Linked DNA regions of Mus musculus: regions 1, 2 and 3 are each linked to region 4. Evidence: chromatin contacts called from public HiChIP or PLAC-seq and promoter capture Hi-C data. All regions are on one chromosome and are shown on one strand. Each heading gives the region's core, a stretch centred on a gene start, on an enhancer-like site or on the middle of the called end of the contact. The rest is flanking DNA. Distances are from core to core; before and after follow the strand shown. Region 1 holds the start of Tcea3 (transcription elongation factor A (SII), 3). Region 2 holds the start of Casp9 (caspase 9). Region 3 holds the start of Epha2 (Eph receptor A2). Region 4 holds the start of Micos10 (mitochondrial contact site and cristae organizing system subunit 10).

The links. Promoter capture Hi-C pulls out the DNA fragments that hold promoters and counts their contacts. HiChIP or PLAC-seq counts read pairs in DNA pulled down with a chosen protein or histone mark.
Region 1: a promoter capture Hi-C map of liver shows a contact between it and region 4, with 2.4 times the contacts expected there. The contact joins the promoter of Tcea3 here to the promoter of Micos10 in region 4.
Region 2: a contact with region 4 is called in a promoter capture Hi-C map of pre-B cells, with 2.6 times the contacts expected there. The contact joins the promoter of Casp9 here to the promoter of Micos10 in region 4. A contact is called at or near these places in 1 of 39 promoter capture datasets (pre-B cells) and 1 of 484 Hi-C or Micro-C datasets (CD8 T cells).
Region 3: a contact with region 4 is called in an H3K27ac HiChIP or PLAC-seq map of large pre-B cells, with 3 times the contacts expected there. The contact joins the promoter of Epha2 here to the promoter of Micos10 in region 4.

The regions. Positions count from the first base shown.
Region 1 is chr4:136,245,290-136,252,155 of GRCm38.p6, forward strand. Tcea3 (transcription elongation factor A (SII), 3) reads left to right here and starts at 2,668. Exons shown (of 11, transcript NM_011542.2): 1 at 2,668-2,828. The coding sequence starts at 2,760. Asap3 (ArfGAP with SH3 domain, ankyrin repeat and PH domain 3) reads left to right here. Exons shown (of 25, transcript NM_001008232.2): 25 at 1-1,284.
Region 2 is chr4:141,789,572-141,796,754 of GRCm38.p6, forward strand. Casp9 (caspase 9) reads left to right here and starts at 4,041. Exons shown (of 9, transcript NM_015733.5): 1 at 4,041-4,415; 2 at 6,864-7,183. The coding sequence starts at 4,284. It overlaps Dnajc16 (DnaJ heat shock protein family (Hsp40) member C16), which reads right to left and starts at 1,073. Exons shown (of 15, transcript NM_172338.2): 1 at 1,019-1,073.
Region 3 is chr4:141,298,749-141,305,522 of GRCm38.p6, forward strand. Epha2 (Eph receptor A2) reads left to right here and starts at 2,473. Exons shown (of 17, transcript NM_010139.3): 1 at 2,473-2,686. The coding sequence starts at 2,605.
Region 4 is chr4:139,129,584-139,136,059 of GRCm38.p6, forward strand. Micos10 (mitochondrial contact site and cristae organizing system subunit 10) reads right to left here and starts at 1,530. Exons shown (of 4, transcript NM_001163006.2): 1 at 1,339-1,530. The coding sequence starts at 1,402. It overlaps Gm33304 (a long non-coding RNA gene), which reads right to left. Exons shown (of 6, transcript XR_001784468.1): 5 at 5,173-5,280; 6 at 4,526-5,004.

The DNA.
Region 1 (6,866 bases), core at 1,418-3,917, 2.9 Mb before region 4:
ACAAAAGAGGAGAAAGCAAGCACTTATGTGCAGTAATCGCAATTTGCTTTATTTATAGAATCTCACTTCTGTAAGAACTCACTCCCTAGAGGCAGAGCCCCTCACATAATTGCCTTCCACTAGGCGCTGCCCCTTAAAGGCTCACTCACCCTTCCACATTGCCACACCAGGAAGGAAGAAAACACACTCAAAACACACCCACATGAGCCGGGCGTGGTGGCACACACCTTTAATTGCAGCACTCGGGAGGCAGAGGCAAGCAGATTTTTGAGTTCGAGGCCAGCCTGGTCTACAGAGTAAGTTCCAGGACAGTCAGGGCTACACAGAGAAACCCTGTCTCACAAAAAAACAAAAAACAAAACAAAAAAAAAACCCATACCCACATGGTATGGTTTATCCTCACAGCAATGAACTAGCCAATCCAAAATGTTGTCAGCAGCCAGGCTCAGAACCCCTGGTGTGCAGGAAAAGCACACTGGGCCAGAGCCTGAGGACCTGATTCGTGGCTCACCCATGGTCCCGACCACACCCCCTCTTGGTTGCCCTGAGATGATGAGTTGGGTAATGGAGTTTGTGAGGTGAGCCCTGAATGCATAACAAGGGGAGAAATGAAACAGAAAAGGTTTGTCAGCAGTGAAGGACAGAGAAGAAGGCTGTTGGGAAAGTGCTTGCCATACAACACGCAAGGTTGAGGATTTGAGTTCGAATCTGCAGGGCTTATGCCAAGAGCTAAGTACACAGTGTCCTCCCAGACTCCTGGCTCTGTGGAAGCAGACCCTGGAGGATCCCGGAAGCCTGCTGGGCAGCTCCAGGTTCAGTGAGAGACCCTGTCTCAAAACATAAGGAGGCTAGCAATTGAGACCACCACCAGTCTCTGGCTGCCTGCCTCCTGCCGAGTACACACACACACACACACACACACAAGCATAAAAGACGCTGGCACAGCTGCACACATCTGTAATTCCAGCATTCTGGGGACTGAGGCAGGGCCATAGTGAGTTAGCAAATACCTTTGCGCTGTCCCTTTGAGAGTAAAGAATGGGGTGTTTACCACCGATGGTGAAACCCCTCTGAGGGTATCAGTTCCCTGTCTGCCCCCCCCCCCCAAAGCTCACAGGGAAATAAGACAGTTGTGTGCATCTTTGTGTGCAGGTGACCTCTCTCTTGGACAGGTGGGCAGAAGGGATACAATGGGTACCAGCAAATGCTGGCTGTACCGAGGAGGCGGCCTCCCACTTCCTGAGATTGACTCTTCTATTTGCATAATAAAGTCTGACGCGTTTTCTTAGGGTCCTTCAAGCTTCTTTTGGCCAAGAGGCCTCCCAGAAGCTCCACTGAAGAAAAACCTGGCTTTGGCCACATGGTGTTAAGGCCCCGCCCTTCCGGACCCATCCCGGACCTCTCCACAACACTCCGCTATAGCCAAGGACTTTTCAGCTCCTCCCCCGGCCACCTCCTCACCTCCCCACCCCCTGCTGACATGTCAGTGATCCCCAAGCTTTGTTCTCTGAGTGCTCCAGGAGAGCCGTCTGGCTCAGGACGCTAGAAATACCTGGAACACAGTAGGAGCTCAGTAAATAGAATAACCGCTTGCGGCCTGACCGACTACACAGACCTCCCCCTCCCCCAAACTTCCATTCTGCCTTTTGAGGCAATAAATTTCACTTCTTGGGACGGGGATGAGGCCCCAGCTGGGCCTTACACTTGCCCTCTCTCCCTCCTCTCCCCACCCCAGCTGTGAGGAATACAGTCCTCTTTAATGGTTATTCTGCCCAGCCTGCCGCCCCTGAGATTTTTCTTGCTAGTTGACTGGATACCGTTTGTCGAATGAAAAAAAAAAAAAAACAAAAAACAAAAAACCTTGACCGTCATCACACTGCAGCAGTTGGGAGACAGGTGTCCACAACAGGCTCCAGACTTGTTTCTCTGAGGTTATCTCAGAAAGTTCCTTCACACACTGTGAGCCCTCTTCTGCCCCGCTTCAAATCAGAGACCCTCGCAGAAAGGTCATTTTCTGTCAGGAGGGGAACTAGGTCTTCAGCGAATTCTTGGAATTACCGCTCGCGAGCCGAGAGTGGGAGGCAGAGTTATTCCCTCCACCCCAAATTACTCTTCCAAGCCCACCCCCTGTGTACCGGAATCACCCAAAACTTAGTCTTTCGGAGCGTGGTCCCGATACCCCTTTGAGAGGTTGTTAGAAAAAATAAAGACTGGCCGGCAAAGGGCTCTGAGTATACCTCGCGAGTACGTGTACGGCACAGGCCTTGGGCGCACCAAGGAGCCTACCTAAGTTAGGGCAGAGCTGACGTCAAAATCTGCACCAAGATGCGATGAATTCACCAACTTTCCCAGCTTGGGCATAGCTCCCTCTGGGAGCGCAGTGATGCTGAGACCCGGCAGCTCTGTACTTCCCACTGCTATGCTGACACTCATCACCCCCGAACCCTCATGCTCGAATCTCCCTGGAGCCTGGGGCACCCCTAGGAGAGTTGGAAGAGAAGAGCCCCTTCTTCCAGATTGGTCCTCCCCTCCCACTTACACACCCCCTGAGGCACGACCCGCCAGGCTCAGGCAATCTTTGCCCGGGCAGTCCTTGAAGTCTATATTTAGTGCCCGCCACCCCTCCCCCCAGCGATGGGAGGGGCGCGCCCCGCCCCCTCCCGGCTCGAGTGTCCGGTGTGTTTGCGGCCCTTGCGGCTCGCGCCTTGGCGCCCGCTGCTGCCCTGCGCCCCTAACCCCGCCGTGCGTTGTGGACCAACATGGGCCTGGAAGAGGAGCTGTTGAGGATCGCCAAAAAGCTGGAGAAGATGGTGTCCCGGAAGAAGACGGTGAGGCTGCAGAGTTTGCAACGCAGCCCCCGGGCCACGGAGGCAAGACTCCCCCAGCTATGGGCTTGGTGGGCGTGCCGGCCCTGTGCCCGAAGGGAGCGCGCGGGTCAGGGGACACGGGACTGGGGAGGAGTTGCCCGGCAGGGGGTCCCCCGGCTACTTGCTGGCCACTTTAGGATGGGCATGTGCATGGCCAGGTCTGGAGGGGATCGTACAGAGTCCCCTAAGGCGCGCGACTGTTGCAAGTCACTGTGGACGGGTTGGGTGCGCTCCTGGGCAGCTTGCGCGGAGCAGAGAAAGAGCAAGGAGAGACACAAACCCAGGGGAGGACATTTAGGAGTCTGGGGGTTCGGGATGTGCGCTAGGCCCGGGGAGCTGCAGGCGCAGCGAGAACTGGAGGGGCACGTTTTGGGTGACTTCAAAAAGGATCGGAGAACTTCGGGCTGAGAAGGGGGCGCCGAGCCTCGTTTGCACACCCCAGGAGACCCGAGCGAAGGGCGGTGACTGAAGTGCCAGGAGTTCTGTTTGCAACTTTTTCCTTGGCCGCGGGATGGGGCCCTGGCGGGCGGAGGTGAACAGGTGCGGGGCGGGGGAAGGAAAAGATGGGGCCTGGGCTGGCCCAGAGGGGGAGGTGCACGAAGGAGAACTGTGGCGGGAGGTGGGGGTCCGCAGCCCTGGTCGCCCGAGGGTCCCTGAGCCCTCAGTCCGGGTAGCACCGAGCTGGATCCAAATGGAAAGTTAATGTTTGATCTACCTAGCGATCTTTGCCTCAGGCTGGAAGCTGGCGACTGTGCCAATTCTAGAGGGGCGTGGACTGAAAGGGAGAAGACCAGGGACCCTGTGAATGAGGCCCTCCATGCTGACTTGCCGCGGGGTCCTTTTCTTCTACATAGTTTCTAGCAACGAGTTGCACCAGGACCTGCATTGCCAGGACATTCCAGGAAAATTGGAAAACTCTGGGGCCCAAAGAGAGGTTTCAGACCCGGGATGAGTGACAGGCTGGAGCAGCCAAGGAGTGTTAGGCTTCCTGAAATTGTTACCTGGTAACAATGAGAGAGATGGTGGTGTTGGTAAAATGGTGAGAGGCTGAGGCTGCGGTTTCTTTGTCTGTAAGAGGATGGATTGCCTGGGGGAAGAACATGGGGGCGGGGAGGCAGTAGGGAGAGTTGAGAGTGAGTGAGATAGGACTGGAGGTGACGTTAAAAGATGCCTCCACCCGTCACCTGCCGAGCTTCGGCGGCACTTTCCTTTGGCTCCCAGCCCCGACTGCGAGACTGCGCTGCGCTAGGCTTCCCCCAATGTCGCCAGAAAAACCTAAACTCAAGTCACAGGACATTCTTCCAACTAAGAACCCCAAACTACATGGTATTTCGGGTAGACAGATTGTCTAAGCCTAACCCCCTTGCTCACCCCAGATTTGGGCCAGTAAAGGAAGCCTGGGCTTTGGGCTGAGAAGGATTTGGGAGTAGGAGGAGGCGCTAAGGAAGACAGCCAGGTTGAGAAGATTAAGGGGACTGCTCTGGCTTCCCTCTTAATCCGTTTACACTCCTAGGCTAGCTATTCTACTCTCCTCTGGACCTCAGTTTCCTCTTCTGTGAAATGGGAAGAGGAAATAGGGCCTCTTGGGAGTGGGCATCCCAAGTAGTGCCAGGACAGTCTTCAGGAAAGCCGAATGGTTGGCCACAGGATCCTTACAGGGCACAACTGTGTAGAGTCACAATTGTGTCTGGAGTCTGCGCCTGGGCTCTAGCAGGGTTTGTGTAGGCACAGAGCTCTGGACTTCTGCCTGAGAAAGGCGGGCCTGGACCGAGAGTGAAAGTGGGCCTGCCCAGTGGTGGTTAGTCCAAGAAGGCATACTTCCTGCAATAAGACAGATCCTCCACGTAGCAGCGCAGGGCTGGAATTTGTTTATTCAGTGACTTGGGGCTGTGTCAGATACTGTAAGCATGCACCGGCTAAACCGCTTGCAGGAGACAAACACACACCAGCTAAGTGCACACTAATGACACATCAACAGAGCCACACACTGCTATCTAGCAAGCAACTTCTATTTGACGGCATGTGGGCTGTGGCTCCTGACACTAACAGAACAGGCATGACGCACATGCTCTGACAGTTTCGGTTAAAGCAGGTAGATACCCCACCACCACCACCAAAGCCGATAGCACGATAGCACGGCTTCCCTGGGAAATGCAAAGCCAACAGGCTAGTTTATAGTTTCAGACATCATCGCTTGGGAACAAACAGACACAGAGGGTCCTGAGCTGCGTCCTCACTTCTCCACACTGGCACCAGAGAGTGTCTTTGCCACACAGTGAGAGAAGCACACGTAACAAGATTGGCACACGGCTTTATGAGCCCACCATCTTCAGCACAGGCTCACGGGTGCTACATTCCAGTTATTCAAAGACGTGTACCCGGTGGTGAACTGCAAATGATTTCATGCTGACTATGGAATTTTCAGGATTTTAGGGAACTGTTAAACACAGACTTTAAAAACAAAAACGTCAGTTTGCTTATAGTTAAAAAGGACTCTTTGCACAGGGTCTCCCCTGCCAGTTCTGTCCCACTACTATCAGGGGTCAGTAAGATGGCTCAGTGGGTAAAAGTGCTTGCAATTAAACTGAATTTAGAACCTGTGGTGCACTGGGCAGTGGTGGCACACGCCTTTAATCCCAGCACCTGGGAGGCAGAGGCAGGCGGATCTCTGTGAGTTCAAGACCAACCTGGTTTACAGAGCAAGTTCCAAGGAGAGACAGGGCCACACAGAGAAATCCTGTTTTGAAAACCCAATCTAGGGTGGGTGGATATGGGGGACTTTTGGTATAGCATTGGAAATGTAAATGAGCTAAATACCTAATAAAAAATGGAAAAAAAAAAAAAAAAACACGGGGGGAAAAAAAAAAAAAGAAAACCCAATCTAAACCAAACCAAACCAAACCAAACTGTGGTGAAAGGAGACACCTGACTCCCATGGGGCAGCCTCCTATCTACTCATGTAGGCTTTGACATGTGCATATATGCACACACACACACACACACACACACACACAAGGTATAACTGTAAAAGAAAACTCCATTCAGGAACAACATGTTGGTAGCTTGAAAGCCATCACTGAGATGGTATTTATTCCACAGGAACTAGCAGGTGCTATGAGTGAGGGCTCTCTCCTTGAGAACTGGCTCTCAGTCTGCATCAGCACATGGCTCTACTTACTGGTCTCCACGACTGTGTCCATACTGGTAGATCTATGTCTTGAAATGGTATGTGAAGTTCCAAGCCTAGTGTTTGTTCAAGACTGGTTCTTTACAAAGTCTCTTGGTTTCCTCTTCTGTGGAAGGGGTTGATAATTCTTTAGAAGTAAATAGGACCCACTTCCCTAAGCCTTCTGAGAAGTGGGTGGTTTGTTTTTTAAGAATTATCTGTTTATAAGAGTATACTGTCTTCAGACACACCAGAAGAGGGCATCAGATCCCACTACAGATGGTTGTGAGCCACCATGTGGTTGCTGGGATTTGAACTCAGGACCTCTGAAAGAGCAGTCAGTGCTCTTAACCACTGAGCCATCTCTCCAGCCCTGTTTGGTTTTGAGACAAGGTCTTATGTAGAGTACACCTGCCTCAAACTGTAACTGAAAATGACCTTGAACTCCAGCTCTTCCTGCCTCTACCCTCTAAGAACTGCGATTCCAGTTGTGAACTACCACCTGATTTATACGGAGTTAGGGATGGCATCGAAGCTTTCCACATGATAAGCAAACAGTTTTCCGTCTGAAGCACCTTCCCATCTGCCTATGAGGAGTCAGTGCAGGTCAGGCCTTAGAAGCGTTCCCAGCATACAGGAAAGCCTTTCGTTAACATTAAGCATGCTATTGGATCTCTACAAGTTCACACACAGCCCTGTCTGCTGGCCATTCTGGGAACCTGTGAACCTCAGTGCTGAGGGAGTCTAAGGACCGATTGAGGACAGGCAGCTCATAGGATGTGGTCCAGGGCCTGGCAAGGAACATACAGGACATAGTTCATGTCCCTCAGGGA
Region 2 (7,183 bases), core at 2,791-5,290, 2.7 Mb after region 4:
TAAAACACCTTAAAATAACTGTGCATTAATATTCAGAAGTCTGCTATTATTAAGAATCCAGTTTCTTATCTAAAGAGAACAGGAAAGACTAGAAGAATAGGCACGGCTTTAAAATGTTTTAAACTACAACTCAGCTGAGGGGTAGAACTCAGTGTGGGTTTTGGAATAATCCTGGCTGGTTGATAAGGAGATAGCGTGGACCTGGAGATACACACACTCACACAGGGGGCTGTGATCTTTTATACCATATGCTGGTTTCATGGGTCCATTTATCTTGACCTCACAGTGTTTAGTAAGGTTCAGTGGCTGACACCTTACTCAGGGGGGGTGGATTTTGACAAGTGCAAGCCATAAACCCTGCTTGGGAGTCTTTATAAACAGTTGACCACTGTTTAGAACTGCACACATGCTAAGTAAAATCCACAAGCAAGCCAGTTCCTGTTTCTCTTTTAAGACAGCCTGTTCTGAGGTACTGGCTAAACTCACCCAGATTGGGGATCAGATTGCGGGGGTGGGGGGCTGTCCACCACCATTCTAGGACCTAAACCTGTGTTCTTGCTGATAGGGTGTGACTGAACACCAGCACCTAGCAGGATCTTTATGGGGATGGGGTACAGTAAAGTGGGTAAGGGGTTTACTAAGCAGAATCCACAGGCAGGGTGGGTGAAGTGTCTGCTGCGGGAGTGGGTGAGGTGGGGACAATTTTTGGCTGACGTTCTCCAGCTCCAGGGGGCCGGCCACAGGATTGGGGACGCGCTGGCCAACAGGTAGCCCTCGGCGTCCCCAAGCGCAGGCGGCGGAGGCTCCCCAGACGCTCCGCAGGACCAAGTCCCGACTCGGGCGCCCGCCCGGGTTACGACCTTCCGGGAGGCGGCCCCCTCCCCCGCCGCCCCGGTTCCTGTCGGCTCCCGGGGCCCCCCGGGGCCCAGCGCGGGCTGAGGACGCGGAGGATCTGACGGGAGATCCCCCAGCTTGCAAGGCCCCGCCACGCTCGCGCGTCAAGCCGGGAAGGAGTTACCGGGAAAGGGCACCGGCCCAACCGGCCGCAGCGTCCGTGCTCCAGTGAATCCGCCGGGGCCGGCGCTTCCAGTCCACACCAGAGAACCTGGGGAGGGGAAGGAGGCGGGGCCCAGGCCCGGGGCAGTCACGTGTCACTTAAAGACCCCACGCCTGCGACGCGCGCACAGACCGGTTTAGGCCGCACACGCGATGAACCTATTTTGGCCTTGACGGTCACCGTAGGCACCTGGATCTGGCGCAGTTGCTATAGGAACGGAGAGCGCTCTCTGGCTGGGTCTGAAAGCTTGCTCTTGACTAGCGAGGCCAGAACGTGCCTTCTAGCGAGGCGGAGTCGCTATGCATCACGGGATACCAGGAAGACCTCCCGGAACCGGGGAGGGGTTTCCACTGGTTGCCAGAAGATGGCCCACATCTAGCAACTGTTGCTAGGACGGGGACGCAGTCGCTGGTCCCAGTTCACTTTGACCCTATTCATAGAATCCTAGAGCGTCAGCGTTTGAGGCGACCTTAGGGATTCTTCCTAGTTCAACCTCTTCATATACTGAAGTTCGGAGAGGGCCAAAGACTTGCCCGAAGCTTAGAATCCAAGGCTCCAAATTCAGTACATCAACCCAAGGATGTTCTAGACTGGAATTTGGACAAGAACTGAGGGAAAGACGGGCGTGGTTGCGCACGCCTTTAATCCCAGCACTTGGGAGGCAGAGGCAGGTGGATATTTGAGTTCGAGGCCAGCCTGGTCTACAAAGTGAGTTCCAGGACAGCCAGGACTGTACAGAGAAACCCTGTCTTGAAAAAACAAACAAACAAGCAAACAAACAAACAAACAAACAAACAAAAGAACCGAGGGAAGAGGGCGTGGTGAATAAGGCTGACATTTTTTTTTTTTTTTTTTGCGCCCGTGACCAAGGGCTCTTGATGTATTTTCTATTCCATGCCTCGTGTTGAGTGAGTTCTTATGTAATCGGTTTCTAAAACACTTACCTAGCATGCTGTTTTTGTTGTTTGCTTTTGAGACAGGGTCTCACCGTGTAATCCTCGCTGGCCTGGAACTTACTAGGTGAATCAGGGTGGTCTCAAACTCAGGAGATCTGCCTGCCTCTGCCTCCTCAAAGAGTGCCGGGATTAAAAGTCTGCACTACCATGCCTGGCTCTCTCTTCTATACATTTAGTGTATATCGTTGTTCTTTGGGCTCTTTCAGGTAGAGCTCTTTCAGGTAAGCTCCTGCAGGTAGAGTCTCACACTTTTCTTGTTCAGCATTGTATCACTGTCTGCACAGACCTTGGTTTGTACAAGCTGCCAGTAAATATTTGAATAGTTAGTTGCAAAATAAATAAAAAATGAAGCTAAAGCCTATCATCGTCATCCCCCCCCCCCCCCCCGCCTCTCGTGCATGCTAGGCGAATGCGCTGTCGCAGAGCTGAATATTGGTCTGTGCCTAAGGCTTTGCTGCTCGAGTGACCTATACTATACCTGTGTTTTGGATTGATTTTCTGCACTGGCACCAGCAGACCAATTTGCACTCACTCATGTTTATTTTTACCAAGCTGAAACTAGGTTATTTAACAGTCTGAGAAATCAGGTGGCAGGGATAACTGCCAAATCCCCAAACAAGCCAGTTTTAGCCAACGTGGTGAATCTCCTTTACTTTGGGGCAACTAACCCCCTTTGAGTTTCTCATTACTGCTCTCCCCAGATTTCCTGTTTGTAAATTCACCTCAGCTGCTCCTCCCGAGTGTACATCCTATTTTATGGAAGGAAATGTTGACTGATGCCCAAATCAGGAAACAAGTGTAATATTATCGTTTGACATATTCCAAGGTGGATTCTTGGCTATGAGTCTATTCTGGTTCTGGTCACGCTGTGAGATCCCTGACACATGTCTACAGCTGTCATCAAGGAATAACTATATCCCTGTCAGGAATGTGGCATAAGGCTAGCAGAGAGAATAGCGTAAGGGGCTAGCACAATGCCCAATTACTTTTTTAAAAATGTGTTTAATTAGTTAATGCATATATGAGCACTCTGTCTTCATGCACAGAGGGAATCAGATCCCATTACAGATGGTTGTAAACCACTATGTGGTGGCTGGGATTTGAACTCAGGACCTCTGGAAGAACAGCTGGTCCTCTTTACCCTGAACCATCCATCTCTTCAGACCTTGTTCAATTACTTTTTTTAAAGATTTATTTATTTATTACATGTAAGTACACTGTAGCTGTCTTCAGACATCAGAAGAGGGTGTCATTTCTCAATACAGATGGTTGTTGAACCACCATGTGGTTGCTGGGATTTGAACTCATGACCTTCAGAATAGCAGTTGGTGTTCTTAACCGCTGAGCCATCTCTCCAGTTATTTCAATTACTTTTTAAGTCGTGGAAATAAGTGGTACAAAACTGAGAGAACATAGGATTAGATTCCTGGCAGTTTCTCTGGGGGAGGTGCTGAGGAGGGAAAGAGAGCGAGATCTAACCAATGAGCTTGGTTAGATTGAGGGCACGATAGCCCTGAAACAGCAGGCAGCAAGAGGTTTACTAGCCGCAGCGTTAGAAAGCCACAGCCAGCAAGGGACTTGAAAGATCTAGGACAAATGTCTAGGCGTGGTTTTCTTCCCTTTTCTCTCGTGATCCTTTGAGTATCTGTAGAAGTAGGGTCATTGTGAATTTTGGTAGAGCAATCGCCATGCGAGGGGAAAAGTTACAACTACCGCTAAGCAGAACCAGCAAATGGGAGCAAGATAGCAAGGCAACCACAAGGCCTGGAACCCTAGGGGAGAGTCTGGGATGCAAAGGAGGGCTTCGGGGCGGGGCGAAGGAACTCGGTAGGGCGGGATTGCTGGTCTACGAGGCGAGGAGGGGCGAGTCCTAGGGGAGAAGCGTTATCATGTGAGGCAGGTCTTAGTCCGTACGGCGAAGTGATGGGGCGGAGCTTGAATGCAGCGCCAGTGGGCGTGGCGAAGCAGCGCGGTCGTAGGGCGTGGCGAAGGGGCGGGGCCTGAGAGCGCGGCGTTGAGGGAGGTGTTGGGGGCTGGTGGTGGGGTGAGCGGCCGTGGGAGCTGTTTTGATTGCGGAGGTGGAGCCCAGTGAGCGCGAGTCACAGGCCGCGGGGCGGGGCGGGGCGGGGCGGAGCGGAGCCCAGTGGACCGGGTGACCGCTGGCCGGAGCGGGATCCCTGGAGGCGCTATGTGGGGGCGGGGCGTGGGCGCCGGGGCGGAACCCGAGGGCCGGAAGCGGACAGAACCCGGGGTCCCGCAATCGGCTCGCCATGGACGAGGCGGACCGGCAGCTCCTGCGGCGATGCAGGGTGCGCCTAGTGAGCGAGCTGCAAGTCGCGGAGCTCTGGGACGCTCTGCTGAGTCGAGAGCTCTTCACGCGCGACATGATCGAGGATATTCAGGTGCGCCCCGCCTCCTTGTGTCCGCCCTCTTTTTCCCGCGGCGCAGATAGGGACTGGGAGGTCGCTGAGAGGTTCTCTGAAGCCACTACGGAGCTCCTGCCCTTTTTTTCCGCTTTGCACCCTGTGCAATCCACGCCCTGGGAAACCATGGTGTGGGAACTCCATTTTTAAAACCTTCCCCAGTACTGCCCTCTTAGTTCGCCACAAGAATAAAATAGAAGAACCCATGCTCCTCTTTTGTGGAGTGTTTGTTAAAAGCGGTCTGTAATCTGCACCGTTTGAACTTTTATGATTTTTCTCTTCTCTAGTATAAGGGCCCTAGACACCCACTTTAGCCTTATACTGGCACATTGTACCAGTCACTTCCCGTTTTTGAATCTCAGTTTCTAGGGCTGTGAAATGGAACGGTGGTCATCCTGTCCTAGGACAAGGACATAGAATCAGGATCTGTCTTTTTTGGCTGGGCTTTTATCAAGTGCATGTTTTATAAAGGAGTTCAGAAAAGAAGGAATTTGATGCAGGTAATGCAGAAGAATAAAATCAAACATTTGATTTTTTTTAATCCACTTTCGCCCACTTAAACCTAGAGCATGAGTCACAATGTTGATGGCTTGTGTAAAGGGGTGTATTGAATTTCTACGCTATATGGATTACTGTGTGAGTGGAATTATTCTGGATCAAAATATAATGGTGGCAGTATTATTTTCATTGTACTAGAGTTCAATTTTAGCTTGATAAAATTCTGTATTACACAAGGGAAAAGGTCAACTTGTTCAAAGTCTAAAGATGAGTATGAAAATTACAGAGAAAACAGGATAGCTGTATGCATAAATGCATCTTCTATTGGAAGATACAGAGTAAAAACTCTTAAAGGACTCTAAAAAGAGAAAAAAAAAACCACTTTAGCATCTTTGTTCCAGTTGATGCCTCACCACAGGTCTGAAAAGGGAATATTTCTTTCTGAGAGGATATGAGTGCCAGGCCCTGGGGGACTGTCTACAAGGCTGTCTCCAGCATCTGTATTGGAACGTGGCTTGGTCCAGTGAAGGAGATAGAAGAAAGTGGTGTAGAGTCATGTGGTTAGCTGCCAAATAATAACAAAAGTAGGCTCAGGAACACATTTGGATGGGCCCATACTGATCAAGAAAAGTGGTTTGAAGGGAAAGTCCTAGCCTTCCAGAAGGCATATTAAGGGGGATCAGGAGCTGAACTGCCCAGAGTGGCACCAGCAGCCACTGTCTTGCTCCCTTCTCCAGCCAAGTGTGGTCAAAACAGTTCTGCCCTTGTGTTGGCAGTGGCAGATTGTTTGAAAGGAGCAGTTTGATCCAGGGGTGCCGGCATACATCTGGAATCCAAGCACTCAGGAGGTAGAGGCAGGAGGATCAGGTGTTCCCAGGGCATCCTTGGCTACATGCAGAGTTTGAGGCCAGCCTGGCTACCTGAGATGGAGTCTTCAGAAGCCAAAACTAAGGACTGAGAGCTGCCTCTGTGGATAAGAGCATTGATTTCAGTTTTCAGAACCCATGTGGTAACTCACAACTATTGACTCCAGTTCCAGGTGTTCTGACACCCTTTTCTGGCCTCCACTGGTACCATGCACACACAGTTGCCACATACAGACTCAGATAGAAAGATACATACACACGTACATACATATACACACATACATACATACATACATGCATACTTAAATACTTAAAAGCAAAATCAGAACACGAAGCCTGATGTATAGCTTGTTTGGTACAGTGCTTGTCTAGCATGCATGAATCTCTGAGTCCAATCCCCAACATAAACCAAGCCTGGTGACTCTGGAGGCAGGAGAGTCAGAAGTTCAAAGGTCATCCTCTGCTATGTAGGAAGTTGAAGGCCAGTCTTGGCTACTTGAGAATTCCTGCGCCCCCCCCCCCCCAAATATGAAAGCTTTCCCCTCATACAAAAGAGAAACTTAACTTTTCTCAAAAACAAAAATGCTGGAGATCTTGATTTCTATATCCAGTTCTCTTATTTTAATGCTAGAAACAAACTGAGAAAAATTTAAGTACCTTGTGTAAACTACTGACCACTGTTTTTGCTACTTTTAGTAGGGCTAATTAGCACTTAGCACAGCACTGGACACCCACAGTAGGTATCTTTCTGCTTTGCAGAGGGACATGAACTCAGGGCACTGCTGGATTAGGTTCTGCCCACCTACCACAGGCATATTAAGGGGGATCAGAAGCTGAACTGCCCAGGGAGGCGCCAGCAGCCTCTGATTTCCTTCAGCTAAGTGTGGTCAGAGCAGTTTCCAACCTAGTGTTGGCAGTGACAGACTGTTGCTTGTTCCAGGGGTGGTGACACACACCTGGAAGCCAGGACTCAGGAGGCAGAGGCTAGGTGAGAAATGGGAAGTAGGTTAAGGGCCACATGGAAGTCCCTGGATAATGAGTGTCTGGTTTTCTATCCAAACAGCAGGCAGGATCTGGGTCTCGGCGGGATCAGGCCAGGCAGCTGGTCACAGACCTTGAGACCCGAGGGAGGCAGGCCCTTCCTCTCTTCATCTCCTGCTTAGAGGACACAGGCCAAGGCACCCTGGCTTCACTCTTGCAAAGCGGTCGGCAAGCAGCCAAGCAGGATCCAGAGGCTGTTAAACCCCTAGACCACCTGGTGCCTGTGGTCCTGGGACCAATGGGACTCACAGCAAAGGAGCAGAGAGTAGTGAAGCTGGACCCGTCACAGCCTGCCGTGGGAAACCTCACCCCAGTGGTGCTGGGGCCAGAAGAGCTCTGGCC
Region 3 (6,774 bases), core at 1,223-3,722, 2.2 Mb after region 4:
TTTCTTTCTTCCTTCCTTCCTCTCTCTCTCTCTCTCTCTCTCTCTCTCTCTCTCTCTCTCTCTCTCACAGGGTCTCATGATTTAGCCCTGGCCATCCCTCTCTCTATAGACCAGGCTGGCCTTAACCTCCCATCACTCTGTCTGCTTCTGCCTCTGCAGTGCTGGGATCAAAGTTCTGCACCATGATGCCCTGGCCCACAATATGTTTTCTAGTATTCAAATACCCAAAATACAGAACCTGTAAATATCACGTCAGACGTATATAAGGTGTTACAGACAATGGACGGAGCTGGATATGGTGGTGCACACCTGTAAGCCTCGTACCAAGGGAGGCGGGGTTGGGGGAGGATCAGGAATTCAAGGCTAGCCTTGCCTCTGTCGGTCAGTCAGTCGGTTGGCTAGAGACCTTGTCAACAGTCAGATCCAGGGGCTGGGGAGAGGGCTCAGTAGCTGAGAGTGTTTCCTGTTCTTTGGTGAACTTGAATTCAGTTTCAAGTACATACATCGGTGGCTCATCACTGTCTGCCTGTAACTCCAACTCCAGGGGATCCCATGCAGTCTTCTGGCCTCATAGGCACCCAACAAACACACACATACCAAGAAAAAAAAGTCAAAACAAAACAAAAGGAACTGACAGGAAATCAACACAAACCACAAGGTCCCCAGCCTAGCGTATCCAACAGAACACTTACCCATACCATGTGTACACTGCACACATGTTCCACTCATCTCGATACACGTGCACGTGCCTGTCCGCAGGACCTTGCTTGGCACACCACAGTCCCTGCCTCCCCAGATGTGATTTCCTCTTGTTGAACCGCATGTAACCGTAATAACAGCTGAGATTTGACTCGAGGGTCTGAGTCCCAGTCTGTGCGGTTTCCATGCGCGACCTTATTTGATCTTCACAGCGGGCTTTTTCCAAGTAGGTCCCTAGTGTCCCCAGGGAGCACGGGGAGGCTCAGAGGAGCAGACTGATTTGTCCAGACTTTGACTGCTGCCCCCTCCTCTGTGCTCCCCGCTGCTGAGAGGCCTGTGGCACACTCAGGTACACACAGGTCCTCTCACACTGGAGCACACACTTGCATACACATCAACACGTCCACGCTCGATATAACACACAAGTCGCTCACGGATTCCCATACACTAACCCTTATGACCCAGCTCAGATGCTCCGGTACTTCATCCAAACATGCTCACACATACATGTCCAGCCACTCTCCTTCTCAGAAGACATAGCCTTCTCTCCCATCATCCATCCCTGATCAAAGGCTTTAATTAACCCCAACACCTATAATTAACCCTTTCTCTCCCCCTCCAGGGGAAATGTCTGAACCCGTTTCTCAGAAACAGGCGCCAAGGCCAAGCTGGTGGGTAGGACCCCAGGAGGAGCACCTGGTACCAGAGTTGTATAATATGGGCCAGGATGACCAGGGACTGGGGAGTCACAGAGAGGAAGGCCAGGGACTAGGAGGTGGGCAGAAAGGTCCACGGAGAACCAAGCCTGCTACAGCTGTTCCCTTTCCACTGGCCAAATGGTAACAGAGCAACAGGCAGTTGTGGGTGACTGGACTGGCTGCCTGGTTCACTTCACATCCGTTTGTTTCACTGACTCTAGACGCCAAGAGAAGAGATGAACTCAGATTTGAGGAACCTTGGCAGAGGAAGGGTGGGTAGGAGGCAGACATCCCCAAGGTATCAAAACGTAATCTCATTCTGTCACCCAGGGATCAGGGGACAAGGGTGTTCTGTTGGAGTTCAGAGGCAGAGGTCAAGAGTTACCCATGAGGGTGTGTGCTGGGTCCCCAAATGGAAGTGGTTAAAGCAGGTCAGGGCCCAGCTTCAAGTCCTGTGACTTGTCTGTGACTGTTGAGTTGTGCAGCCTTTGGGTATCCTAGGGTACCTTGGAACCTTATCTTAAGCCCTCCACTCTAAAGTGAAGACACCTGCATGTCTGACATGTTCCCAGAGGCACTACTCTTGGTACACAGCTTAGAGGACCTTCCTGGGTGTGGCATATCTTCTGGGGGACTCAGGAGCAAGTGTGTATGTGTGTTTGTGTGTGTGTGTGTGTGTGTGTGTGTGTGTTATCAGGAGTTCTTGTTCTTGTTCTTTTTCTTTTTCTATTTTTTGGTTTTTTGAGGCCCTTTGCTACGGAAGCTTCTACTTCTCAGATTTACAATTCACATCTTGAAGCCCAAGGGCAAAAGGGGAGAGTAGGCACAAATTCATTCCACATATTTGGACACTAACCCTGGTGGCGCTTTGAAATGAGAAATCTCCTCAAGGTTTGCACACGAAGGCCCACGCACTGGCCCCCTCAATCCTCCCCAAATTCCTGACCTCCCCCCCAACCCCAACTTCCCTCTGGCTTCCCCGCCCTCTAGTCAGGGTGTCAGTCCGGCCCCTTTAAAGACATTCCTGAGGGCGTGGTTTCGGTGACGTCAGCGCAGGGCATGAATGAACAGGAGCGGGTTCTCACCCAACTTCCATTAAGGACTTGGAGCAGGAGGGTAGAAGTTGTCTCTGTCGGCGGGCGGGCAGGATTGGGGCACCGAGACCGGCGTGCGGACAGCAGGGATCGCGGGGAGCGAGGGGTGCGGCATGGAGCTCCGGGCAGTCGGTTTCTGCCTGGCGCTGCTGTGGGGTTGCGCGCTGGCGGCCGCGGCGGCACAGGGAAAGGAAGGTGAGTGTCTACGCGGTCGGTGGCCGCAGCCTAGCAGGGACTCCGGGACATGGGACCCCGGGCGCCCCAGCCTCCTCTCTGGGACGCACCTTTGGAAACTGACTTATGGCTGCTGGGTCTCAGTGCGCAAGGTTAGGCAGAGCGCGCGGGCTGCGGTCCGGAACGATCTTGGGGATCCATACCCTGAGATCCTAGGTTCTCTGGAACTAAGGGATCTCGGCTGGGGCGCGCAGGGCTCGGAGGCCGCGGGAAGGGGGACGCGGCGCCCGCCACGCGGTTTCAGCCCTGTGGCGGCTTCTGGAGCGGGACCCCCGCAGGGCGCTCTCGGTCCCTCAGAGGAAAGGACGCTCAGTAGGGTTTTCCCGGCGATCAGCCTCTTAGTAACCCGAGTTCACTTAACTCATCATCTGCCCCGATTTCTCGCGGAAGGCATTTGGATGCAGGCCCTGCTTTTTGGGGAGGGGTCCTCTCGGTGCCCTGCACCAAGCAAAAGAGTCTCTCTACGCCCCATCCGATTTTTCACTGGGGTCCTTTGGGCCAGCATTGGGAGCGCCTGGGGTCAGCCCCGGCCACTCACACCTTCCCTCCTTCCCAAGCTGCCCTCCCAGGTTCGGGAGACAGGTTAAGGGCTGGGAGCGAGTACAGGAAGTCCCAAAGTCAAGTGTTCTGAGCAAGGGGTGACTCAGAAGGAGGAAATGCGGCAGGTGGGGTTGCGGCTTCCCGCGGTGTGGAGCCGTCATCTCGGGGCCACGGGGAGCCCAGGCACCTGGAGGTGGGGGAGTGAATCACCTGCCCCCGCCCCAGCGTCTTGGAGCCACGCAAGGTGAGGGGGCCCGCACAGGTTGCCTTTGCTCAAGGCCGCAGCCGGGGGTGTGCTTGGGGGCGTTGTCCCTCAGCTAGGGTCTCCGAGAGGGTGGGAATTCCTGCCCTGCCCTTGGCCGAGGATCTTCCTGTCTACCCAGCCGGAGCTAGCTGGCTTCCGTTTCCCACAGCAAAAACTTTTCTCTGCTTTTGGGCATAGCAAGTCTTCTGCCGACTCCAGCTAGGGGTCGGGGGGTGAAGCGCAGAGGAACCCTTTGGGGTGAGAAGTTTCCTTATTCTTTTCGCCTTCCACGTTGGGAGGGTAAAAGGCCAGACTGGAGCTCTTGAAGGGTGGAGAGTTAGGGGTAAACGGGGTGTTAGATCCTGGCCCTGTCTCGAGGAAGGGCCAAAGTTGCTTTTGCCAAGGTGTGAACAGGGCAGGGATTCTGAGATCCTAACTCCCCTCCCTGATCCAGCTTGTGGCTCCCTCTTCCTGGGTACTGTGGTTGGGGAGCAGGGAAAGACAGCTGGGACTGCTAGAGGCCTTCCTGGGCTGCCACGGAGTTGAGGATTAGACGTCTGCTTGCTTTGCTGTGCGGGCTCCTGACCCCCGCCCCGGGGCTCCTGACCACCGCCCCGAGCCCCCACCAGGGAAGCCTCAAACAATCTTGTACTTGTGCCTCTGGGTGCATCTGTCAGCCTCGCCCCAGCCTTTGCGATTAATCCCGTTCTGCATGGGATCGAGGAGAAAAAAGGGTGCATATCGCTCGTGGTTGTGGAAAATTCTTGTCTAAGCTCCGCACTCCTCAGGAACACTGTGTCTGTGTGAGGGGTTGGGATGTGTGTGTTGGGAGTGGGGTCGTGACCTAGTTGGTTGCACTTCCCTAGGGGGAGTTGAGGACAGATATGATCCGTGTCCTCTCCAGCCTTGACACAGCTGTGCAGCCTCCTCTTCTGTTTTCTGCTGGGTTCCGAAAACCAGGGGAATCGGTTAGGTCCTCGACAGCTGCTGAACTTACCTCCTGCAGTGCCCTTGACTTTTTTCTTGTGTGTGTGTGTGTGTGTGTGTGTGTGTGTGTGTGTGTGTGTGTGTGTGTGTGTGTGTGTGAAAGCCAATGCACAAGTGTGGAGCTCAAACTTGCGGGAGGACTTGGTTCTCTCTCCTTCTACCATGTGAGTTCTGGGATGGAACTCACAAGTGACAGCAGACAAAGCGCCTTTACCTGCTGGCCCACCTCACTGCCCTGTCCTTCCTTACAGAGAGGGTGAGAGAGGCCCAATATTGGTCAGCCAGGGCCCTCTGCACAGAGGGTCTGCCCACACATCTAGCTGTTTCATCCAGCCAGAACTGCTTGTCACTGACTCTAGAGTCACTGGGATGGGTGGGAGTTAGAGTGGCAGGAGAAGGCTGGGTTTCTCAGTTCAGCAAGGGCCTTGTCCTCCTCCCTGTCCCTTGCTCGTTTGTATCCAGAGTCTCCGGTCTTCCCCCCCTTTTTAGGTGTAAGCTGATCTTGGCTAAAGAGGGATGAGGTTAGCAGGGAGGTGGCAAGGGGGGTATTGCATTATGGGAAAGCTTTAAAGTAATACAGCCCACAAGGGTGACATTATGGTGGCAGATTCCCTGCCCCCAGGATCTCTTAGAGGACGGAGAAGTTATGGGGTACCCCCATCTAACTCAGCCTTATGGTGAATCCCTGGGAGGGTCATGAAGGGGGCCTCCCAAGCTCCTTGCTTCCAGCAAATCGGAACCTTTGATTACCCAGGGCCTCTGTCACAGCAGAGGGTTGGCTGGGCTCTCCCCGTTCCTGATGGTTGGTTCTAGGGAATTTCCATGGGAGGGGGCTGTGACTGGTAACTCTAAGGGGTGTAGGAAGCCTTCTTTTCTACTCAGATAGTTCTAGATCCAGGTTTGGGCTGGTCCTCCTGTCAGGTTAACCCTTCAAAGCCCCTTCCCCAAGGGACGTAGCTTGAACTTTGCATACTACTTGTGTATATGGTGTGTGTATGTGTGTGTACTATGTGTTAGATTTACTAAACAGCGCCCTCCCCCCATCCTCCCACCCAGCTAGAGTCAGGAACCCCCAATACCATTCCTGCCAGCTTAGGCCCTCTCTGGGCATGTCTGAACAAATCCCAGCCGTTACCCACCGCACCTTCCACTTCCTAACTACAGCCTGCCTCACTGGCAGGTGGTGCAGTGTCTGAGCCACTTCAGAGTTCCTCTTCCTTGTCTGGGCTGCCAGACGCTTACTATAGATGTGACAGAGGTCAGGACCAGTGCTTCTCACCAGACTTCAGGACTTCCTAGGACAGAGACAGTCTAACTTCAGAAAGGGTTTTCTTTAAGACAGAATGTCATTATGTAGCCCAGGCTGGCCTAAACTCAGAAATCCACCTGCCTCTGCCTCCTGAGTGCTGGGATTAAAGGTGTGCGCCACCACCGCCTGACTTAAAGATTTATTTTATGTATATGAGTACACTTTAGCTGTACAGATGGTTTTGAGCCACCATGTGGTTGCTAGGATTCGAACTCATGACCTGGAAGAGCAGTCAGTGCTCTTAACCACTGAACCATCTCTCCAGCCCCCTAAGATACTTATTGTTTGTTTGAGACAGAGTCTCACTATATAGTCTCACTAGCTTGGAACTTGCTTTGTAGAACAGGTTGTCCTCAAACTCGTAGAGCTCTGCCTGCCTCTACCTTTGGAGTGCTGGGATCAGAGGCGCGTGTCACCACATCTGGTTTATGGTCAAACTAGAGGTCCACGTTGGCTAGCACTCGGTTAACTTTATTTTTTGTGTTGTTGGTGGTGGTCCACGGAGTTACCTCCTAAGAGTGGACTCCTCAACTGAGCCACACTGTTCTTAGGGCCGTGGAGTCTCCTCTTACATCTGGAACCCTAGCCTGCCTAGCTGTTGGTTTAGAGGAGAGTTGCTTCTGGGGTCAGATCTTCAACCTGCTTTGCCCACGAAAGTAATTACATTTCAGTTTCTTTTTCTTCTTCTTCTTCTTCTTCTTTGACCATTGGCCTTGGCTTCTGAATCTGGGGATCTCATGTGGGTCCAAAGCCTCAGGTTCCCCAATACCTTGCTCTCTGAGCAGGGTGATAGGGCTTAGCATTTACTTGGAAATTAAAGAGAAACAGAATCTTGGGTCTTGGCTGCTGCACATGCCAGAGAAGTAGGAGTGGCTGGTGGAAGGAGCCCGAGGGCCAGGCCAGGCCCTGGCAGTTCCAGACTGATTGATTGATTGATTGGTTGATTTATATTCATATGCATTGGTGTTT
Region 4 (6,476 bases), core at 280-2,779:
ATGCAGGAGTACCAGTTTCAAAAACGGGGGGGGGGCGGGGGGGAGAGAATGGGATCTAAGTTTCAACAATAAATGTTAGTATAGAAGAAAGAGTCGGAGGAATTGGAGAGACAGCTCAGTGGATAATAAAGCCCCTGGCATAAAAAAAAAAAAGACTTGAGCTCAAATCCTCAACACCCATGAAAAAATGCTGGGGAGGGGGAGAAGGCCGATCAAAACTCAATGGGCAGCCAGTTTAGGCAAACTGATGCGCTCCAGTTCCTGTGAGAGTCCTGTGTAGTGGTGCACACCTTTAAATCCAGCAGAGAGTGTCTGAGTTCAGGGCTAACTTGGCTGACATAGTTTTCCTGGCCAGCCAGGTCTCCATAGTGAGGCACTGTCTCAATAAATAGGGCAAAGAGCTACTGAGGGAGGGAAGCCACTCATCATCGATCTCTGGCCTACACACCAATAGCTGCAGACAATCAACAAGAGAAAGATGGAGTGGACGAGGATCAGCAGAGAGCCTGAGAACCCCAAGGAAGAAATCCTGGGGGGGGAGGGATTCTCAACTATGCCACATTATCAGCAACGCGATTTCAGGCAAGCTCCTTCACCGAGCTCCAACTCACGACGAGACAGGTCATTTCCGAGCTACCGTGGCGAGCAGCGCGCCTAACATCTGCATCACCATCACTATTATATGGGACACCCCCGCCCCCCGAGCCTCCTTCCCCGACCCCGTGACCTCACAAAGTGTGTCGTCACAGGACGCGTGTCCAAAGAGACAACCTGGACTACCGAGGGGGCCGGCGGTGGCCGCGATCTATCTGACTGCGGCCATTCTTCCGGAGAATAACCCCCGGCTCCAACTGCAGACCCGAGGCGGGTTCGGATCAATGAGGCCGGGCACGACCGCAATTGCCAGCGCGGCCCGACGGAGGCGGTTAAGCGCCTTCTTCTATGACCTTCTTCCGAAGGCCGCTTGCTCCCGGCTGGGGAGCCGTCTGCGCTCCGGCCGGCTGCTCGCCTAACCCGGGGGACATGGGGCATGGAGTGACAGAGTTTCCCGGCGCGTCCCGCACGCCTTCCCACTCCCGGAGCACCGCTGCTTCCCCGGGCCTGCACCTCCAGCCACCTCGGAAACTCCCGCGCCCTTCGGCCCGTTGTCCTCGCCGCCCTCGTCGCCCTCGTCGCCCTCGCCGCCCCGCTTGACAGTCGTCACCTGTCAGCGCCCCGCAGCTCAGCGCGCCCCGCCGTCCAGACAGCAGCAGGCCGCGGCTTGACCCCTGCGGCTTCCCGTCCGCGCGCGGGCCGCTCGGCTCCAGCCCAGGGCCTACCAGAGGCAGATGAGCTCACCTAGCTTCACGACCGTGTCGGCCATGCACCGGTCCCACTTTCTGCCCAGCTCGGACTCCGACATGTTCCTCACTGGCAACTCCAGCACTCTTCACGGCCGGCCCCCGCGCTCCTACTGATGGCAAGTCTCGCGAGAGCCGGCCGCCACCATAAGCTTCCGGCCGGAGCCGGCGCGCCAAATATCGCGGGATCACATACGTCGTCCCTGGCTTCCGGCTTTTCTTCGCTCGGTCGTCAAGGTGACAGGTTGCCTGGGAGCCGGAGGTGACCCTGACCTTGGAGATAGCGGAAGGGAAGCGAAGACTGACTACATCCAGAGTACAGAAGGCCTTGTCTTTCCTGGGTTTTTCATATTTGTACATAATTATTTTGGCCATTGCCCTCCTCCCGTTCTACTGTTGCCCTCTTTCATCCTCCATTTTATACCTACTGAACCCCATCTTCCTCATGTGTGTATGTGTATATATGTGTGTATGTATATGTATACATGTATATATATAAAATATACGTATATTATATATCTATATTATATATAATAAAACATATAACAAATAAAATAATGTGTGTGTGTGTGTGTGTGTATATATATATATATATATATGTTATATACTTTGTTTTTGTTTTTGTTTTTTTTTTTTTTTGAGGCAGGGTCTCTCTGTGTAGCCCTGGCTGTCCTGGAACTCACTCTGTAGACCAGACTGGCCTTGAACTCAGAAAACCCCTGCTTCTGCCTCCCAAGTGCTGGGATTAGAGGCATGTGCCACCACTGCCCGGCATGTTATATGAGGGTTTGGTTTTGTTTTCTGTTTCTCTGATTGTCTCTGTTTTGTTTTGTTTTGTTTTTCAGAGACAGGGATTCTCTGTGTAGCCCTGGCTGTCCTGGACCTGGCTCTGTAGAGCAGGCTGGCCTTGAATTAAGAGATCTACCTGTCTCTGCCTTGTAGGGCTGAGATCAAAGATGTGCACCACTCCATCCACAGTTTAATTAGGGTTGTCTGCATGGCCACAGTCGGGGAGTATTTATTTGAGCATGAACGACTTCCATTCAAATGGATTTAAAAACAACCCCCCACCCTGCTGCATTTTATACAGAGTGTGTGGGTGCCTGCGCATGCCCTATAATGGCACATGTGGGAGTCAGAGGACAGCTAGTGGGAGTGGGTGCCCCTCCACCCTGTGGGTGCCAGGGACTGAACGCAGATCACCAGACTTAGAGGCAGTGCTATTACTTGCCGAGTGACCTAAACAGCCCTAAAGCGCAACCAGTGTTACTTTATAGATACTTCTTTTCTTCCACCCACTCAACCCCCTAACACTAGATAGGCGATAAGAAAGGATAGGGCAACAGGTGACGTTATCATTAGACTGTTTCCTGCTGATGAGGGGCATTGAGTTCCTTGGAGCAAGCTTGATCTTCTCCAGCAGAATAGCTAGTTTCTTATTGTTTCTTCCCACTTTACTACTTAACCAGCAGCAACCCACCAACAACCTGCCCCTTGAGGCCCTAGCATTTATAGACCCTTTGGAAAGTCCCCAGGATCCAAACGTCACACAGTCGCAGAAACCATCTGCAGCTGGCAGAATCACACCCCTGGTAGAGCTCGAGGCCACGTCAGCGCTGTGGACAGTCTGAAGCAGCCCTACATCCCACACCTGGGATTAAGACAAAAGCCAAGTCTTATTTCTGTGTTTTTCAAAGAAACCAAACTTCTCACTACTCAAATACCTCTCTCTCTCTCTATCTCGTTTTAAACTGCATTTGTCCCTGCTTCCTGGACGTCTGTCTCTCTGGCTACTCATACCTGCAAGACACCACCCTCCCTGATTCTGATGGTTTCCTCCAGCCCTCACCTTTCCCTGCCTGTTTAGAATGCGGATTCTCACACCTCCATCTAACCTCTATTATGTATTGTTTCAGATGAAATGTCTATCCCACCCATACTAGTGTCTGAGAGGCATTAACTATTAGTCCTTCCTATCAAACAATGTAAAACTTATGTTTACAGGGAATTTAAAAAATATATTTATTTATTTATTATATGTAAGCACACTGTAGCTGTCTTCAGACACTCCAGAAGAGGGTGTCAGATCTCATTACAGATGGTTGTGAGCCACCATGTGGTTGCTGGGATTTGAACTCAGGACCTTTGGAAGCGCAGTCGGTGCTCTTAACCACTGAGCCATCTCACCAGCCCCACAGGGAATTTTTTCAATCTCTCCCGACTTTGAAAAGTTTTATGCCAATGTTTTCACCACTCCCATCCCCGACCTTATAAAATTTGTTTGCAGTCTCAGAATTGAAGAGGTCAGCCCTTCCTTCCCTGGTCCTGCATTTCCCTTTTCTGCAATCATTTAAAGCTAGCCAATCACAGAAGACTGTGAGGTCAGACTTCAGCCAATGGAGTTAGGATAAAAACAAAGTGTACTTCCTGGCTTGGCATACTTGCTCTTCAGAACACACCCTCAAGAATATATGATCGGGCTGTTGAGATGGCTCAGTGGGTAAGAGCACCCAACTGCTCTTCCGAAGGTCCGGAGTTCAAATCTCAGCAACCACATGGTGGCTCACAACCATTTGTAACAAGATCTGACTCCCTCTTCTAGAGTGTCTGAAGACAGCTACAGTGTACTTACATATAAATAAATAAATCTTTAAAAAAAAAGAATATATGATCAAGAATATGGTCCCAAAAATAAAAATAAAATGAAATGAAAAAAAGTATGGCCCCAGGTGTGGTGACATGTGGTGCAAGTGAAACCCTGTCACCAGACAGAAAAACTGGTAACATCTGGCAGATTAAGACCCCAGCAATTCTTATAATTGGGAACAGTAGGCATTTGAGTCTGTTCCCAACCCAGTTCCTGTCCCGGAGCACGTGACCATAATACCCCTCTAACAGGACAGTGACAACTGGTCAGGTAACATAGAAACCCAGAGTTCTCCATGCTATTGAGGTATCTAGATGGGTCCCCAGGGTCATCCCTTCCTGCAAAGGGTATGTAATCTTTAGTTCACCCTGACTAAGTTGTATGCATCCATTTCCACCATGAACAAACAGTTTGAACAAGCAAGGACTGTCTCCTCAAGGACCACCGTGGAGGAAAGCCTTCATCGTACTGAGCCTCGCCTAAGTCTCCCACAGAAGGCCCCTCCATACTCCTGGCACTCACCCTGAGCTAAGCCCAAATCCCTCTGCTGCTTTCCCTATACAACCCAGCTGTTTCAGCCTTGTGCTCTCTTGGCCCTTCTACTGAGTATCTGTCTCTTGGTTCTCGTGTCTCTCTTGCACACACACACACACACACACACACACACACACACACACACACACACACACCTCTCTTCTCTCATGGACTGGTTCAGTCCTTTTGCAGATGCCCCTGGCTGTACTCTCCCTCAATCTACAATAATTTTACCCTTACCCTCAAATGTACCTTACATCAGTCATTACAGTTCAGCCAAGAGTTGACTCCCCGAAGTTCTCTGATCGCTCCGCATCCAGCCTGGTATGGCCCTCCCTAAGTGCACATTTAGGCTACTGAGACAACTAGGCAATGAAGGCCACCAAGCCAGACACCTACCTGAGTACCATCTCCTGGGCCTCAGCCTGTTGTCCTCTCATCTCCAAGGGTGTGTCACGGCACACGTGTGTGCATACACAGCCTCTAATTTAACAAAGAAAACAGAAGTTGGGGCGGGCAGGGGGCTGGGGTTGTAGCTAAATTGATGTAGTGCCTAGATAACATGTAGGAGATCCTGCATTCCTCCTTCAGCATTGCCAGAAGTTATTAATTAATTAAAAAGAAAACCTTAAGATGGGTTTGGTGGTGCACCTTAATCTTAGCTGTGGAGGAGGGCAGGAAGGCTCCAGCTCAAGTTCACCTTCATTGCGTAGTGAGTTAAAGGCCAACCTAGACTCCATGAGACCATGCCTCCATAAACTGAAAAAAAAAAGTGGGAGAACAGAAGAATCAGCATACAATAACATGCATATGTATACTGTAAACACACATACAATAACATACATGTGTATATTGTACACACACATATAATAACATACCTTTGTATATTGTGCACACACATACAAAAACGTGTGTATATTGTACATACACACAATAACATGCATATGTATATTGTAAATACACACATAACAATAACATACATTTGTATATTGTGCACACACACAATAACATACATGTGTATATTGTACATACACACAATAGCATACACAGTACAATAACGTGTATATTGTATATATACACAGTATAATAATATGCATATGTATTTGTTGAACACACACATAAAACATTTATTTTTATATGTTTGCTTTGGTGTTTGTTTTTCAAAATAGGGTTTCTTTGTTTAACCCTGGCTGTCCTAGAACTCACTCTGAAGACCAGACTGGCCTCCAACTCAGAGATCTGCCTGCCTTTGCCTCCTGGGTGCTGAGATTAAAGACATTTGTCACCACTACCCATCTTATTTGCTTATTTTTGAGACAAGATTTCACTGTGTACCCTGGCTAGTCTAGAACTCCAATATAGATCACTCTGACTTTGAACTCTGGCGATTCACCTGCCTCAGCTTCCCGAGCACTAACAAATCTTTTGAAAAGTTAAAGAAATAAAATCAGTGATTCACAAATGAAAAATACGTTTCTCCAAGCTGAAATTACAAACAGGGAAAGGAAGGGAGCTCAAACAAACGAACAAAAACCTCTGTGCTTTTGAGTTGGAAATAAGGTTTCAGGTGAACTTATGAAATATTTAATATAATTTAACAATAGATGTAGAAACCAGGCACTGTTCTGCATGACCGTAATCCCAGCTCTGAGGAGGCTGACACAGGAGGGTTGCACATTTGAGGCTAGCCTTGGGTACATAGAAAAACCCTGTTCCCAGCAAAAAGGAGGAGGAATAGCATTGGCTAGAGAGCTTGCTCAGCCGATCACGTTACACAAGCACAAGGACCTGAAGTTGAATCCCGAAGAAAGACCCACAAGACAAGCCAGGCATGACTGATCTTTCATGCATATAACACCAGCCCTGTGGGACGGTTACTACAATTTGCTGGCTGCCAGCTTAGCTCTAAGTTCAGTAAGAGATCTTGCCTCAAAGAAATGAGGCAAAGAGTAATC